Linked DNA regions of Gossypium hirsutum: region 2 is linked to region 1. The links are chromatin contacts, called in public Hi-C maps. All regions are on one chromosome and are shown on one strand. The core of a region is the stretch at or near the end of the contact, and the rest is flanking DNA. Distances in the headings are between cores, read along the strand shown.

The links. A called contact is a pair of places that touch in the nucleus more often than the background predicts.
Region 2: a contact with region 1 is called in a Hi-C map of leaf, with 2.6 times the contacts expected there. The contact joins the promoter of LOC107945649 here to the promoter of LOC107945642 in region 1. A contact is called at or near these places in 2 of 34 Hi-C or Micro-C datasets (both in leaf).

The regions. Positions count from the first base shown.
Region 1 is chrD12:39,596,234-39,600,009 of Gossypium_hirsutum_v2.1, forward strand. LOC107945642 (F-box protein PP2-A13) reads right to left here and starts at 2,204. Exons shown (of 3, transcript XM_016879724.2): 1 at 1,687-2,204; 2 at 1,326-1,444; 3 at 164-745. The coding sequence starts at 2,016. The coding sequence ends at 322.
Region 2 is chrD12:39,774,426-39,778,201 of Gossypium_hirsutum_v2.1, forward strand. LOC107945649 (BON1-associated protein 2) reads right to left here and starts at 2,080. Exons shown (of 1, transcript XM_016879730.2): 1 at 1,270-2,080. The coding sequence starts at 1,918. The coding sequence ends at 1,376.

The DNA.
Region 1 (3,776 bases), core at 954-3,453:
TATAATTCATGTATGAGTTCGTGGCTTTGAATATAAAAAAGAAACTGACACATCATACAGATTGTCTAACAAAGCATATCTTCTTTGAACATCATCATGCAATACATTTATACTATAAAACCAATTCAAGTAGTTTTAATTCAAACACCACCAATTAACAACATAGTTTCAAGTTCCTATTGTAACATTACAAAACAAAAAAATAATCATTGCAGCAAAATTTGTTATTATTTGAGGAAAATAATAATAACCACAACATCTAGAGCTATCAAAAAACAACCTAGATTTACCGTATTTACAGTTTTAGACCTCTTAATTTTCTCATGAACACAATTTAACCTGTTTTCTAGCACTACTGGGGTATATAAATGCAGCATCAACACAAAGGCCTCCTTTTGTATGAGTGCAATCAATTTGAGTCGATGAAAATTTGATGTTTGTCAACGCATTAGAGTTCTCAACTATGAAATCTCCGACATGGTAGAGAACCCAACTCCCTGGATTGTCTAAATAACACCGAGATAAGACATGTTGGCCGTCCGAAGTTGTTAGTTGGAATTGGACCGGTTTTATGTCCCATCCGTGGACGTGCTCGGTGTTGCAAACCCGACGGCCGAGTCTTTTTGAGGATTTCCCGAGGTGGAGTCTAAAGAATAGGGAATATGTCCCGGCGGGGAATTGAAACTCGAGCTCTCCGTCGGCTTCGAACCACCATGTTTGTTGGAGGTAGGCTACTGTTCGATAGCTGCAAGTGAAGACCAAATTAAAGGGAAGGATTTGAGCTAGAAATATGACCAAACAGAAAAACGATTAAATCCCCAGAAACTGGTAAAATTGTTATAAGGTCCCCAAAACTAATAAAATTTGTTATAAGGTCCCTTTAGAGGTTACAAATTTTTAAAGTATACCGTGGTAAATTTTCATATTCGCCTAAAAAATTTATAATTTGATTTTACCCTCAAAAGATATTTTTCTACACTCATCCCTGCTATATTCTAATTGAGTCCTCTAAGTATTCAGATTTAGCTTGAAGCATACATAAAACATGTAGTTAAATTGCAACATCGTGTGCCTACTACATAAAAGTACACCTATATTTACAATTTGATCACATATTTTAAAAATGCTCCGCATGAAATCTGACTGATAATCAACACCTAAACTGAAGGAGAAGCTGATGGAAGGATCATACAGATCCAAAATTGATACTTTCAAGACGATGTTTAGGACCAATTTAGAACCAAGGCCATTGTTTACGAACCCTTGTTGGAATTATCCCAAAAGAAAAACATAGAACAAGAACAATAGTTGAATGATAAACACACCTAGATTCCTCGGTGGAAATATGGTTCCAATATCTCCGATCATCAATCCCTGTAATTGTCAACGCCTTAGAAGACATTGATAAACAAACCCCACCTGTGTTCTTATCCAACCATATCTCCTGCAAATACCCAAAGAAAAAAACCCACCATTGTTAGATCATTACAAGCTCAAATCCCACCGTAAACATGGCAGGATTAAAAGTCCAACCGATCAGGCTAATGGTTCACGATCTAATCGATCCATAAGTTCAATCAGATCAATTTATTTTTTCCTTTTCTCTATCTCAATACCCGTTCGGTTCAACTGGTTCATCCAGCCAATAACCTTGAAAAATGGAGATAAAAGGAAGAATGTTTAAACCTTTGTGCCACCATCAAAAGGGATAGGCTTGGTCAACCTAGCATAAACATCTTTCTTCTTCAAATTCATCAAATCTCTATCTTCTTCAACAAACAATTTTTCCACAATCAACTTATAATTTGATGGCAATTTCGATTCCCATATGAAATCAGCCAATGAAGCACTACGAAAAGACCTGTTCAAACGTGCCAAGTTACAAATCTCCGGTGGGTTTAACCTTGCTAAAATTAAGGCGGCGCAGCTCTCTGGTATGTCATCGAGTCTTGGCCTTAATGGAGGACCGGTTGCATCGCCGTCAATTGAACCACCACCAGATATGTTGGCACCCATTTAAGGCCAAAAATATGATGGGTTTTTGGTGAAGAAGATGAGACAAAAGGGAAGTTTCTGAATGAAGGGACTTGAGAGCATTTATGGATAGTTTTTGAGGAGGTGGAAGAGAGTAGGATTAATGGAGGATCTTATCCACTTCTATCAAACATTTTTAAAAGTGAGATGTTTTTTGATAAGTCCCAGGTAAGGCGTACTTATAATGATGTCTTGTTCTAAATAGGGTTAGTACAACTTGCCTTAATGGTAGTATTTCGGATTAGTGTCGGCTATGAATATTATCACTTTTAATTTGAATTTAAAATTTAATATTGTTAAAGAAATTTTGGCTTGGTTAACAATGGAGGAAGGCTTGGTTTATAATATTCGGGTTTCAGATTTATAATGTGCAATTAAATTAAAATGAAGTATTCAAAGTTATTATGTGTGAGTTTTTGTTCAGTTAGTTAATTTATTATATGCATTGATTCAGATATTAGTTTGTGTAAAAGGACAAGTACGAGTCGTGGTCTCCTTGGGATAAATGTGAAATTGTCTTATAGACCTTTCTCAAAATTAAAAAATTCAATTTAATTATTTTTAATCTTTGATTGAATAAAAGGATTATAATTTTAATCTTTTTGAAAAATTAAAAATTTAATGTAAGTGTTTTTTTAGTACAAGATTTTTAGTTTTGGCCTCTTCAAATTTTATAACATTATCTCGACCCTCTTAAACAATTTCTTTTTTGTCTTTTTTTTATTTGTACTGTAATAATTTAATTCTTTATTCTAGTTTTTATTCTATTTGTGCTATAACAGTTTGATTCTACATAAAATAATTACTCAAATATGTATTTATACTTATACTTTAATGGTTTTGTGCTTGTAAACTTTTGGGAAAAAGAATTTTAATCTGATTCACTCAAAGTTGAGTTCAATCTAGTATGATTGGACGAGTGAAGTCAATATCTTGAACTAGAAAATGACTTGAATTTGAACCTAAAATTACCTAATCTAAAAGCAACTTAATATGAAATAATCCAAATCAAATCGATTGATAAATTGTTTTTAAAGAAATAGTTGACTCATATTGACCCAATGTTATCTTAACCCAATTATTGTAAAGCAAATGTTAAAGAAAATTATTTTTATACAATTTTTAAATATTTAATCTATTTTAAATTTTTATTTAATCAATTACGCTTAAGAAATTAGTGATTCAAAAATTATCATTGATTTCACGTAGTGTTAGAGTTCGTTTTTCTCTTTCACATTTTCTTTCTTTCTCTTGTAAAATTTATAAGGGTGAATTATAAAAATAGTTGATTTTGTTTGCCTCAGATTATATTTTAGTCATTTATGTTTAAAATGTTACATTTTAGTCACTTATGTTATCGTTTTGTTATAAGGTGGTCACTCTGCCATTAATATTTATTACCTCCCTAACGTCAACCCTACGTGACAGTTTAAATGGATTTTAAATGTCAACTTGAACTGGAAATTTTTAAATTAATTACACCTTGAACTGGAAGAGAAAAATCGTTCGTCTCCTTTTTCTTTTAGTTTTCTTTTTCATTTTGATTGAAAAAACTATTCTCATCCCAGTTGGACATCCAAGTTAGCATTTAAAACTCATGTGGACTGCCACGTAGGATTGTCGTTAGGGGGTAACGGAGCTTAACGATAGAGTGATCACTTCAAAACAAAACGATAACGTAAGTGACTAAAACGTAATATTTTAAACATAAATAACTAAAATGTAATTTGAGGTAAACAAAA
Region 2 (3,776 bases), core at 830-3,329, 180 kb after region 1:
TCATTTCGCCTTTCGATATAATCAAATAGAAAGCCCCAAGGGCGCCATATCCTGTTCATGGCCCAACCCGAAAAGTGGGAGAGTTTAGGCAACAATATAGTCCTGAAAAATGGGTTTGAGTACAAAAATAAGACCCGTTTAAAAAATAGGCTGGGCCTTGGGTAAGGTGTTTTTTTGTCCGGGCTCGATCCGAATTTATAAAAGGATAAAAAAATCTACTATTTTTTTGTTGTTTTAATGCCATTTTCTTGTTGTTTTCTCCTTATTTTGCTACCATTTTACTATTATGTTGCTACTATTTTGTCGTTATTGTTCGAATATTGTATAACGTTTGTTTTATTGTTAATTTTGTTATTATTTTAGAGGCATTTGCTTATTAAGTTGCATCTATCTTAGTGTTAATTAAGTATACATATTTTTTAAAATTTATTTTAATTTGTTGAGAAATATTTGTTTTAATTTTTTAGCATTTCTAATGTATTTTTATCTGAGTCAGGTCAGGCTCGAGTTTTAGCATTTTTATCTGGGTCGTGCTTAGGTAAAATTTTAGGCCCATTTTTTGGGTTTGGGCCTAAAATTTTATCCAAACCTGGCCTGGCCCACCCCATGAACACCTCTAGGGTCAAAGTGTAATTTTATTTTTATTAATTTTAAAATTTTAAAGAGTCTAAATGAATTTTTTTTTTCATTTTAGGGGAGACCCCTCCAACCCCTAACTACTTAATTATCGAAAAAAAAATGTTATTGCGAATTAAATGGCAAAAACTACTTAATTATCTTTATGCTCACCAAATCAAAATACATAAACTATATTTCATAATTTACATAAATTAATAGCAATATTTAACTAAAATAAATTTAATGACAAACCGAGTCTAAATCATTGGTGCACAGAGTTTATATATAGACATATATCTTTAAACTAGTTTAATCTTGGCTTCTACAAATACAACCAATTAATATTATACTCAGAATCCAAAACCTCAACTCAATTAACACAAATTTTAAATTAATTAAATATAATTTGATCATAAAAAAGTTAATAACTAAAACTCACTTAATTCGAATAAAAAATGGTCCAAATAAAAAAAATACTCGACTAAATAGACTTAAACTCCCAAACTTAAAATATTAGTAAATTTTAAAAAGGTCCCTCGATTTAATTCACACCGAATTGAATCTTATAGTCAACTCAAAAAAAATTAATTAAACTCTTCTATTTTTTATTACATTGGATGACAATCCATGATTTAACCTTTCAAAATTGAATTAAGAGAATTAATTGATTTTTTTTTATTGGATTAAACAAAATTGTTGGAATATGTTTGTGTACTTTTTGTACAACTTGAATTGAATCACTACAACTATCGATCATTTAATACAACGAATTAGATGGATAACCCGTCCATATTGGAATCCCAGTAACCACACCATAATCTCTTCGTCCATCAATGGGAATTCCCATCCCTATCGCCGCCGCATTACCACCACCACCAGCAGCCTGTGAAGAACAATCCTGCAATGGCTCTTTCACTCTCAACGAAACATTAATAATCCCATTCTTCAATCCCTTGGGATCCCTTAACCGGTAACTCAAGAACTGCAAACAAGCCGCCGGCGAATACCCTCCGACGAAATCCGTCACCGGTATCCTTGCTAACCCCACCGTTTTTTCTCCTCTGGACCCCTTGCATTTGACTAGGAGGGTTACAAACCGCGTCTGTGACGGTATTTCCACCACCAGCTTGTCGTTCCACGAAGGATAGCTACCTCCTTCTCCGTCGACCTTGGTCGCCTTGTTGTTGAAAGGGTCGACAGAAACGACGACGTACGCGTTCTTTTTCACCGGTTTGTTGTCGATTCTCAGGTCTTCTGCTGATAAAACTGTGATCTCTAGAGTGCGAGACTTGGTCTCCATTGATAATGAAGATTGAAAATAAAAAGGTTTCTAAGTATTGGGTTTTATTGGAAATTATGAGAGGCTATGGCTGATTTGAAGCTTTGACAGAGTTACATACATATATGTGTGTGTATATATATATGTATACAGAGGAAGAAGATATGAAAGGCAGTGGAAAGAGAGAGGGTGGTTCAAGTCAGACCGTAATATTTTACAACCAATTTAGACTTAAAAAAAGAGAGTAAGGGTTAATTTTACTAGACATCCCTAAACTATATCTCTGATTCTAAATTGATCTTTAATCTACAAAACGTTGACCCCTTTAAGATAAGTCTTCAAAATGTTGCCCATTTGGAAGTGATAAACCCTTCAACAGGTTGGTATTGTCCTTGGGTTGAGTTGGGATTTTGTTCTCTAATTCTACAGAGAGCCTGAGTGTCTGAAAAGGTTGCTTGGAACACGAGTTCATAAAGCGAGAATGCTTTGTGGGGATGGACATTAGTAGGGTACCCCTGACTTATGGCATATATGTCATTGTGAGAAAGGGATGGTACCAGTTGATCTAACCAGAAGAAGTGGTAGCATATGTGCCCTTAAATGCCATTTAGGGCTGGGGTTCAAACTCTATCAATGGAAAATGGGCACTATTTCCTTGGTAGTGGTCGTGTGTCATGAATGGCTCAATTCAACGAGGCATTCTCACTACATGAACTCTGTGCGGCTTTCAACAGAATCGGGGGATAAAATCCTGACTTGGAATAATACCACACTTGTTGAGGGATTTGTCGACTCTGTGTGAATGAGTCGAAAACCACTCAATAAAAGCCTTCTAGGAACTTAATTGTAAGCTTAGGAGTTAAATATTGGCTTGGATCTAACATGGAGCATATTTAAAACATGTATATCCATATTGCATGGACAATTTGGATTAAACATTAAAAATAAAAAGATGGCCCTTATGATTTTAACACATTAGATTCAAACTTCTTAATACAATAGGTGGACACATGTTTAAAATCTTATCGACATAATTTAAATATGCTTTACATTAAATCCAAACCGACTTTAATTCTCAAGTTGATACCTAGACTAGCAGAAGGACTTGATTAATATGAACTTTATCAGAATATTTCAAATTTTGGGACCAATTTAAAATTAAGATCATAATTTAAGGATCATGATGGAATTAACCCATATAAAAATGCGCACGTCTTGAAGGGGAGCGTGTCATAGTTGGGTCATTCAATATTGGCGTGTGCTGCCGTAAATTCAACCTTTAATTTAATATTTAATATTTAATATTTAATATTTTTTACATAATTTAATATTTAATATTATTTAAATATTGCCAAAGACAAATCTTCTTATCTTTTAACCCTATTTTAAGGAAAAAAATTACCATTGAAGATAAAAATTATATATTCGAAATTTGAATTACGAATTTATTAGATATTATATCTTAAATAAATATTTAATTCTTTAAATTTAAATTAAAAAACAAAAAAAAATATTAAGTATTGAAAAGTAAAATTTGAATCGTATTCCTTCTTAAATCTTACACGGAAAAGTCTTGGAAAAAAACATATTTAAAAAATATTTTCAATTTTGTGTGAATTATTCTTAATATTTAATTTTAATTGCAAAAAGGAATTGATTTAATTTCACATTGTTATTGGTTAATTGAGTTTTAGTTTGATTGACATAGGCATTGTTGTTAATGTAGGATTTGCATCATCCTCTTATTTATGAGTTAAAAAAAATTATAAACAATTCTCAACCTCGTATAAAAACAATTATTATAAAAAGGAAAGTGAGAAATAGAAATTTTATATTAAAATATCAATGGTTAAAGTAATTTTAAATTCAATGTGACAAG